Linked DNA regions of Sus scrofa: region 2 is linked to region 1. Evidence: chromatin contacts called from public targeted proximity ligation data. All regions are on one chromosome and are shown on one strand. The core of a region is the stretch at or near the end of the contact, and the rest is flanking DNA. Distances in the headings are between cores, read along the strand shown.

The links.
Region 2: a targeted proximity ligation map of skeletal muscle shows a contact between it and region 1. A contact is called at or near these places in 1 of 47 Hi-C or Micro-C datasets (skeletal muscle) and 2 of 2 datasets of targeted methods (alveolar macrophages and skeletal muscle).

What each region holds. Positions count from the first base shown.
Region 1 is chr4:14,264,183-14,268,056 of Sscrofa11.1, forward strand. No RefSeq gene overlaps it. Among named protein-coding and RNA genes, the nearest start is that of TRIB1, 32 kb to the right of the region's middle.
Region 2 is chr4:14,550,137-14,554,486 of Sscrofa11.1, forward strand. All of the region lies in intron 2 of NSMCE2 (E3 SUMO-protein ligase NSE2), which reads right to left. Among named protein-coding and RNA genes, the nearest start is that of WASHC5, 46 kb to the right of the region's middle.

The sequences.
Region 1 (3,874 bases), core at 494-2,993:
TGATGGCCAATTTTATGGGTTTACTTGATTGGGCCACAGATACTTAATCAAATATTATTCTAGTTGTTTCTGTGAGGATGTTTTTGGATACCGTTAACACATAAATCCGCAGACTGAGTAAAACAGATCACCCTCCCTCATGCCAGCAGGTCTCATCCAGACAGTTGAAGGCCTGAAGAGAACAAAAAACTTGACCATTCCCCCTATCAAAGGGAATTCTTCTTTTCTGACTGCCTTTGATCTAGGACAATAACTTTTTTACTGCCTTCAGACTCAAACTAAAACATCGGCTCTCCTGGGTCTCCAGATTGCCAGCTGCCAGATCTAGAAACTTGAGAGCCCCCATAATTATGTGAGCCAATTCCAATAAATAAAAAATAATAGAAAGATGATAGATAGATAGATAGATAGATAGATCCTATTGGCTATATTTCTTGGGAGAACCTTGAACTGCCTACATCAACTGCCTTTTTTTTCTACATATGAACTTAGATATAAATGATGAGAGAAGTTATATTCATAATAGCCCAGAAACGGAACTGCTTATGTGTCTATCAACAGGAGAATGAACAAGCAAACTGTGATATATCCATACAATGGAATACTACTAAGCAATAAAAAGGAATCCTGCTGGTATACACAAAACTACGGGAGCATCTCAAAAGCGTTATGCCAAGGGAACAAAGCCAGATAGAGAAGACCACATACTATATGTTTCCATTTATACAAATCTCTGGAAAATGTGAATTTAATAAACGGCAGCTATGAGCAGATCGGTGGTAATTGGGACCAGGTACAAGGGAATATGGGATAATAGAAATATGTTGCATATCATAACAGAACAAAGGGTGGGGGAAAAAATGTAATTGTAATGTATACATGTAAGGATAACCTGACCCCCTTGCTGTACAGTGGGAAAATTTAAAAAAATTATTAAAAAAAAAAAAAAAAAGCCTATCAAGGAACATAAAAAAAAAAAAGAAATATGTTGCATATCATGATTATAGCGGTGGTTACATGGGTGTATACATTTGTTAAGCTCATCAAACTATATGCAGTTTATGCATCCTATTTATGTAAATTATACCACTCAAATTGGAACTCGAGCTTCCCAGAGGCCAAAGCAAAAAGAGAAAAAGAAATATTCACAAGCTTTCCTATGCCCAGAGGAGAAAAATTGCAAAGTTCATAAAATAAAATTGGATCACAGAGATATGGTGGCTTCTGAGCATTGTGGGAACACAGAAAAGGAAGTGACTCATTCTGTTTGGGAAAACCAGGAAATGCTACAGAGATGAGGGTAGGGGGAAAAAAATTGCTAATGCTGACTGTTTGGGGAACGTGGATGTGAGAGGGTGGGATCGGGCTTCTGGATGGGAAACAATCAGCTTAACTCATTTCCTAGTTGTCCTTCAACTCTAAAGAGGGGGGATCGGAGGTCACATTCTCAGGAAGCAGGAAGCAGGCTGGGGCCAGAGCCTCCGTCTCTGCAGGGCCTGAGGAAGGAACTGTCACCCCACAGCCGGGAGGGGACATGTCATTTATTTACCCACCAGTGTGTCACAGATCCCTCCAAACGAGGCTCAGAGCCCAGCTGGACCTTGTCTGGAAGGCCTTCGCTGGGTCAGCACTAACCCTCTGGCTGCCGGTGTGTGCGGAGGTGGGGGTCCCCGGGGGAGGGTCGGAGCTGCGGGAGAGGCGAAAGGATGACCAGCCCGTTCAGAGCGTGTTAGGATCTTAGCAGGCGATCCGGCTGCTGTGTGGGTCCGTTATCAGCGGTGGCCCCTCCCACGCGGATGGACCTCCCCTCCCAGCTGCCTTCCGCAGCCAGAGTCAGGCCTGATTATCACCAGCTAATGAGAATTCCTGGTCTTGGTCATCTGCCCACTTTCAGGAATTTGCTATTCATGAGAAATGTCAACTTTACGAAAACGAGCCCTGTGTGTCAGCTCTTTTTCCCACATTCAGGGTTTACAGCTGACAGGAGTTTGTTTCACATGATTTGCTGATGGGAGAAGAGGTCGTAATCCAGGAAACAGCTCTAGCAAATCATCCCTGAGCCAGCAGGGTGTTCTGGAACATTCTTTTTATTTTTCCCCTTAGAAACCACTTGAAAAGGGAAGCGTTGGGATTTAAACAAGGTTAAAGTGGAAGACTTGGTGCCCAAAGGGTTCATGTTCCCAGGGTAGCCCAGAATGGCTACAGGATTGAGAAGGATTCTGGAAACTTCGAGGGAACCCCCAGTGCCTGCCAGAGGAGAATTGTTATTCAGGAGTATAACACCTCATGATATGACATTGTTTTATTCACTCATAGGATTGAAACTAGTGAGTCCACTATGTAGACAAGGATAAAATGCAAGCTCTCTGGTCCCGGGTAAGTAGTGCGGCTCATTTCAACCAAGCACCATCCCCTCAAGCACGTCTGGTCATTTGACTTTCTTTTTGCTCCTAATCTGACTTCTGGACCAACAGAGAATTAACTTCATAAAGATAACAATGCCAGCCTGTGGAATTCTCACAGGGCATGTCCAGAGGAGGCATATGCTTTTGACCACAAGACTGGGAAGGGATATTTCTGAGGGAGAACTAACTTCCTTAAAGGGAGAGACCCTAGCTTTTAGGGGTTTGAAACAATAACTCTGGATGGAGCCAAGCACAGGAAATATTAAAGCTCTCCAAACACTCAGAGAGAACAGGAAGGGCCTGCCACCCATCCCCAAGCAGTGCCGGGTCTCCTCCAGGGCTCATCCAGCCTCCACCAAGTTCCCAAAGAAACGTGACATCCTAGAGCCATAATCCTGATGAATGGGTTTGTATGGCACCCCAATGTTTATGAGGGCTCTCAACCAAGCTTCCCACAGCCCACCAAGGAAGGTTGAGAAGGCTTTACTGAGATTGAGACACTGAGGCTAGGAAAAAGACCCCAAGCTCATTTAGTTAGTCAAGGGAAAAACAGCCTAGTTGTCAACAGCTTTGTCTCTGCAGTCTTGCTGAAACCCTGGCTGGCTGCCTTCAACTCATTGCCTTACTCCCTGGAGCTGGTTCCCTGCCCCTGCAGTATGGCGCATGCTCCAGGAATGGGGTTCCATGGCCACACTACCAGGGGTCAGAGCTCCATCATGTACCAGTTGAGTGACGGTGGACAGGTTATTTCACCTCTGTGCTTAGTTTCCTCATCTCTAAGATGGGGATGATACTGGTACCCAAGGCACATGACACTCAGCAACATATGGGGGAGAAAGAAGCCAAACAAACCCAAAGGGCTACACTGCATGATTCATTCTCCTTGTTATTCAAAGTGGGCCAGCAGCTTAATGAGTATGGGGTTTCCCTGCAGAGCGATGAAAATGTTTTGGATCTGGATGGAGATGATGGTTGCACAACATTGCGAATGTACTAAAGGCCCCTGGAACGTCAACTCATTCATTTTCTTATGCGAATTTCACCTTCATAAAAATAATTTTTTTGAAATGGGCCGAACTCATCTCTACTGCTAGAGGTCAAAAGCAGGGTCACTTGTGGGTGGGGCTAAGACTGTAGTAAGTGGGAGAAAGCCTAGGGAGCCTGTTGGGAGAGGTTCTGTGCCTTAGTCTAGGTCCTGGATGATCACAGAGGTGAAACTGCTCAAGCTCCGTGCTTGAGATGGAGGCACTCAGAGGGTTACTGTGAAAAGGAAATGAGATGGGCTGCAGCGAGCTCTCTAAACAGCCCTGGCACGTAATAAATGCTCGAGAATGTGGAACTCCCCTTAGTAGGAGTATCATCTCATAATATGAGGAGGATCGGATGACACAATACACACAGGGCTTTTAGTACAGGAGCTGGCTTTTTGTATGCTACCCCACCCCCACCCCTAACAGGCCATTTTCATT
Region 2 (4,350 bases), core at 1,400-3,899, 290 kb after region 1:
GATATTAATTGCTTGATGATCAGGAAGAGAATTTTAAACAATTTATATCCTAATAAGGGTGGGTTGTGACTTACACAGGCATGTTACATTTCAGTAAGGTGGTTAGGGGTTTGAGGTTGACCTATAATTTACTTTAATTTTTTTCCCATTTGGTTTCACGCAAGCCTTATCTAGTTAAAGGAAATGATGGTGTGGGTTGGTTTTTTTTTTTTTTTTTTCCTCCCCCTTTCTTAGTGGACTCAGTATATTTTCTGAATACTGGATTCTGATACTGAGACCAGAGAAAAAGTTGGTAAAGCTGGTAACCTGAGCAAAGACCAAGAGCATAAACTGCTTTTTCAAAAACGCAATAATGAGAGGCGACTTCCAACTAAACAGAAACCCACTAGAGGATGTATCTACTGGAGGTAAAAATCCTTGAGGTATAAGAAATAAAATTTGTTGGGGCTTAAATCAATGGGAATTGACAGAATGTTGGCAACCTCTCTCTGGAATTAAATGTGTTAACTTTTGAAAGCACTTACAAATGTGCCTTTGACATTAAAAATGAGGTTTGCAAAGTAAGCAGGATGATCAAGGTCCCATGGAAAACAGCAAGGCTTGAGCCAGCCAGTGATCTCGAATACAAGGCCTTCCCTGCAAAGGAGAATGCCCGCGATGGCTGGGCCAATATTTGATGGCATGGAGCCTAAGGGAAGCATCTGCCGAGGCCAACTGTGGCTCACACGCAGCCTCGGCTCAGGCTCCAGGGCCCAGCGATGTTGGGGCAAGCTTGAGCACCCAAGTGCTGAACAGGGTAGCCTAAGGCAACAAAGGGAAGGCACCGGGAGAGAGCAGGAAGCTCCTCCGGAAAAGAACTGAGAACCACCCCACACCTGAAGTGATGCTCAGTCAGGTAAGTTCAGACTCAAGTCAGTGTTTTGGTCCACTGGGGGAAGGGGCTTGGAGGGGCCAAAGATGGAAGAAAGATCTAGAAGGGACTCCCACAGCGGTATCTAGAAGAGAGGCCAAGAGAATATCCACAGCTATTTTAGATTATTTTTGTGATTCTTTTTGTTCTTGTTAACCCTTGTTTCCCTCTTTTAAAGGATGTTATTTATTTGTATTCCTGTTTTAGAAATACCAAGCAAAGAAAGGCACAGGGAACGTGCCCCATGCTGCTAATAAGAAGTGCGTTGGGGAAAGAGCATAGCTTTGCATGAGGCAGGCAAAAGAACTAAATAAGTCCCTGAAGAACTCAGGAGGAAAAGAGGGATAAACACATAAACAGGGAACTAGCTGTTGACTGAAAGTGGCTTGGAGATAGGGAGGTGCCGAGGGACTGACCAGCCAAAGGTTCCCTGCCCCTTATTCCACCATATAGAAGCCCACTACCCCAATTCTCCCACTCTTACAGAGAAAGCCCTTCCTAGAAATCCACACCAACCAAATCCTACACATCCTTCAAGAGCTGAACTCAAGCCCTTCCTGCTTTTAATCTCTACCAGCCTAGAAGGGTCTCAATTTATCTTAACATCTACAGTTGATACTTTGGCGCTTTTAAATATAAACGGTCTTGTCTTCTTATATGAATTTGTCTCACTTCTCCAAACAAACTTTAATCCATTGGAGGGCAAGAATGATGCTTTAATGCTCCTGGAATTCAACAAAGAATTACAGCAACTCTTCCTTCAAGATTCTTATGTGGCCATCATATAAATTTGAAAATCAAACTTTTACCAAACTACAAATTGCCCTGCCTCTGATATTCAATTGAGTCAAAATGTAAAGAAGACATGTAATAGAAATTCATTTGCCTGTTCTATTTTCATTTCACTTTTCCTATGGAAAAATGTTGGCACCAGTGCAGGGCGGGGGGCATTATAAAAGTGATGTTAACGTTCACAGGATGACAATTTCAAAGAGGAAAATATTACTGTACACCTCTGCAAGCCTGGAAAGTGACTGCCATGATTAAAAATATACATATAATAATAATAACAGCTGTAACTAAGACTTGTGTTATGCGCCGAGATCGTACTGAACACAATATTTACATTAAACCTCACAGCAACATTAAGAGATAGGTAGCTTTATCTCTGCTTTACATATAAGAAAACCGAAACACTAAGCAGTTGAAGTAACTTGCTCTAGGACACAAAGGTTGTGAGCGGCAGAGCTACGCCTCCAACTCAGACCTTCAAGGTGCAACGTTTGCACACTTGTCCGCCTGGACTAAAAGGTGCTTAAACACAAGAAGGACAAGCAGCTCCAACGCCTCCATAAATATCCAGGGAACAAACCCTCGGGGCAGGGGGAAGAAGAAGACTGCCATGGCCCTGAGCTTCATCTCAGTTCCAGGTGGCCTGTTCCAAGTAGGACACTAGCCAATGCCACTCAAATGCTAACAGGCCTGATCCAGGAAAAGCTTTTCCAAATTCCTAGCCGAGGAAACCGAGGACAAAAAGGAAATGCTTTTCCCCTTTGAGAAGATTACTAAATTTTAAGGTTGGTGAAGAGAGTGGTCTTCCCCGTCCACGAGGCTTACTGGAGGGGCTGTAAGAGCAATCAGGACACTCACTGAATGCCAGGAGAATAACTAAGTCAGCTCTAGCTGCTGGTAGGTCAACCTGCACCAGGCCAAGAACACCAGCTGCAACAGAGATGGCAGCAGCAGCCACTTGATGGCAGCAGCAGAGAAATGTTTAAGGGGAAGGGAAAGGGCCCTGGAAGGCTCCAGCTGGCAAAGATACTTCTGAGTGTCAAAACCATTTCCACTACCTATGCTTTTGACTGTCCTTGGCTGGCCAAGTGGGGTCTGAGTCTAGGAATAGACTCATTTCTTCAATACGCTTTCATTCCCTATAATCGACCCTTGCTTATGTTAATCAAATGAACCTAAGTGATACCCTGCAACATACCTCTTTCAGCCAATGAGTGCGTGGGGCCGTCTCCTGGAGAGAGTGGGGAGGCTCGGTGAGAGCTGTGTAACACATCTGGCACACCAATTAAGCGAGTGCTCCAAGAAGTCAGTTCAGTAGTAGCTGAAATACAGCCCCCTACCCCTGCCCCAGCAAATCAAGTCCAGAGGGTGCAGATTATCTTTGATTTATATTATAAAAATATAAGTGCTTCTGTAAGTACGCCAGTACCACAGCTGTCCTCCTGCAAATCTGGTTTGTCTATACCCTGTGAGCCCGCTCAGCACTCTCCCGAATGTCGTGGGCTGCTAATGGTACCCAAAGAACTCAGAAAGTGTTATTTAGACCAGGAAGGGCCATAGAATTAAACCCATTCTTTAAAGACAGTTTCTGTTTCGTTTAGCTTTTTCCTGTTCAGTGGTAAACCCTAAGAAAATACAAAGAATGATAATAACTGAAGGAGGGCTTCATTTTAGACTGAAGTGCTCTGATATTTACATAAGTATCTGAATGGATGCAGTTGGCCTGTATATGAGTCTCCTAAAGTCATACAAACGTGTAATTATGCGATCCAGGCAGCCACGCTAACCATGTAACCATGTAACCATTAGACATGTCGCCTGTTACTTAACGTCAAAACGCTCTAACAGTGGTATTATAACTATTACTATTCTCTCTTTTGAAGTGTTGAATAAGGCATTGAAGTTACATGATCAGTAAAACATTAAGCAGAAATGGGTGATTATGTGTTGCAATCAAATTCAACTTAAAATTCATGGGACTTCAATGAGAGGAAGATGATAGCTGAAGCAGGAACAAGAAAGCAAAATAATTACATGAAAACAACGCGGGTTATCTTGAATATAAAAGACTAGGGCAAAATGAGGGAGAAGAGATAGACCTGAATAAGGAGAGGAATGGAGATTTAGCTATTTTTACAGATGTAGGCAGACTCAGGTGAGACACACTCCAGGTCTTCTGTGGCTAAACCATGCAGGTAGTAAGCCTGTAACACTGTGCTAATTCTTATGCAGCACAGTATGGACTCGTGAGCACTTATCCAGGGTGAGTTCCAAAATTGCCTAGTGTCTATTCCCACCTTATTTGCTCAACATAACACCACAGTCTAGGTCACTGGTTTAAAAAATGGAGATAGGAGTTCCTGTTGTGGCTCAGTGGTTAACGAATCTGACCAGGAACCATGAGGTTGCAGGTTCGATTCCTGGCCTTGCTCAGTAGGTTAAGGATCTGGCGTTGCCGTGAGCTGTGGTGTAGGTTGCAGACACGGCTCGGATCTGGCGTTGCTGTGGCTCTGGCATGGGCCAGCGGCTACAGCTCCAATTGGACCCCTAGCCTAGGAACCTCCATATGCCATGGGTGTGGTCCTAGAAAAGGCAAAAAGACAAAAAAAAAAAAAAAAAAAAAAGAAAAGAAAAGAAAGAAAGAAAAG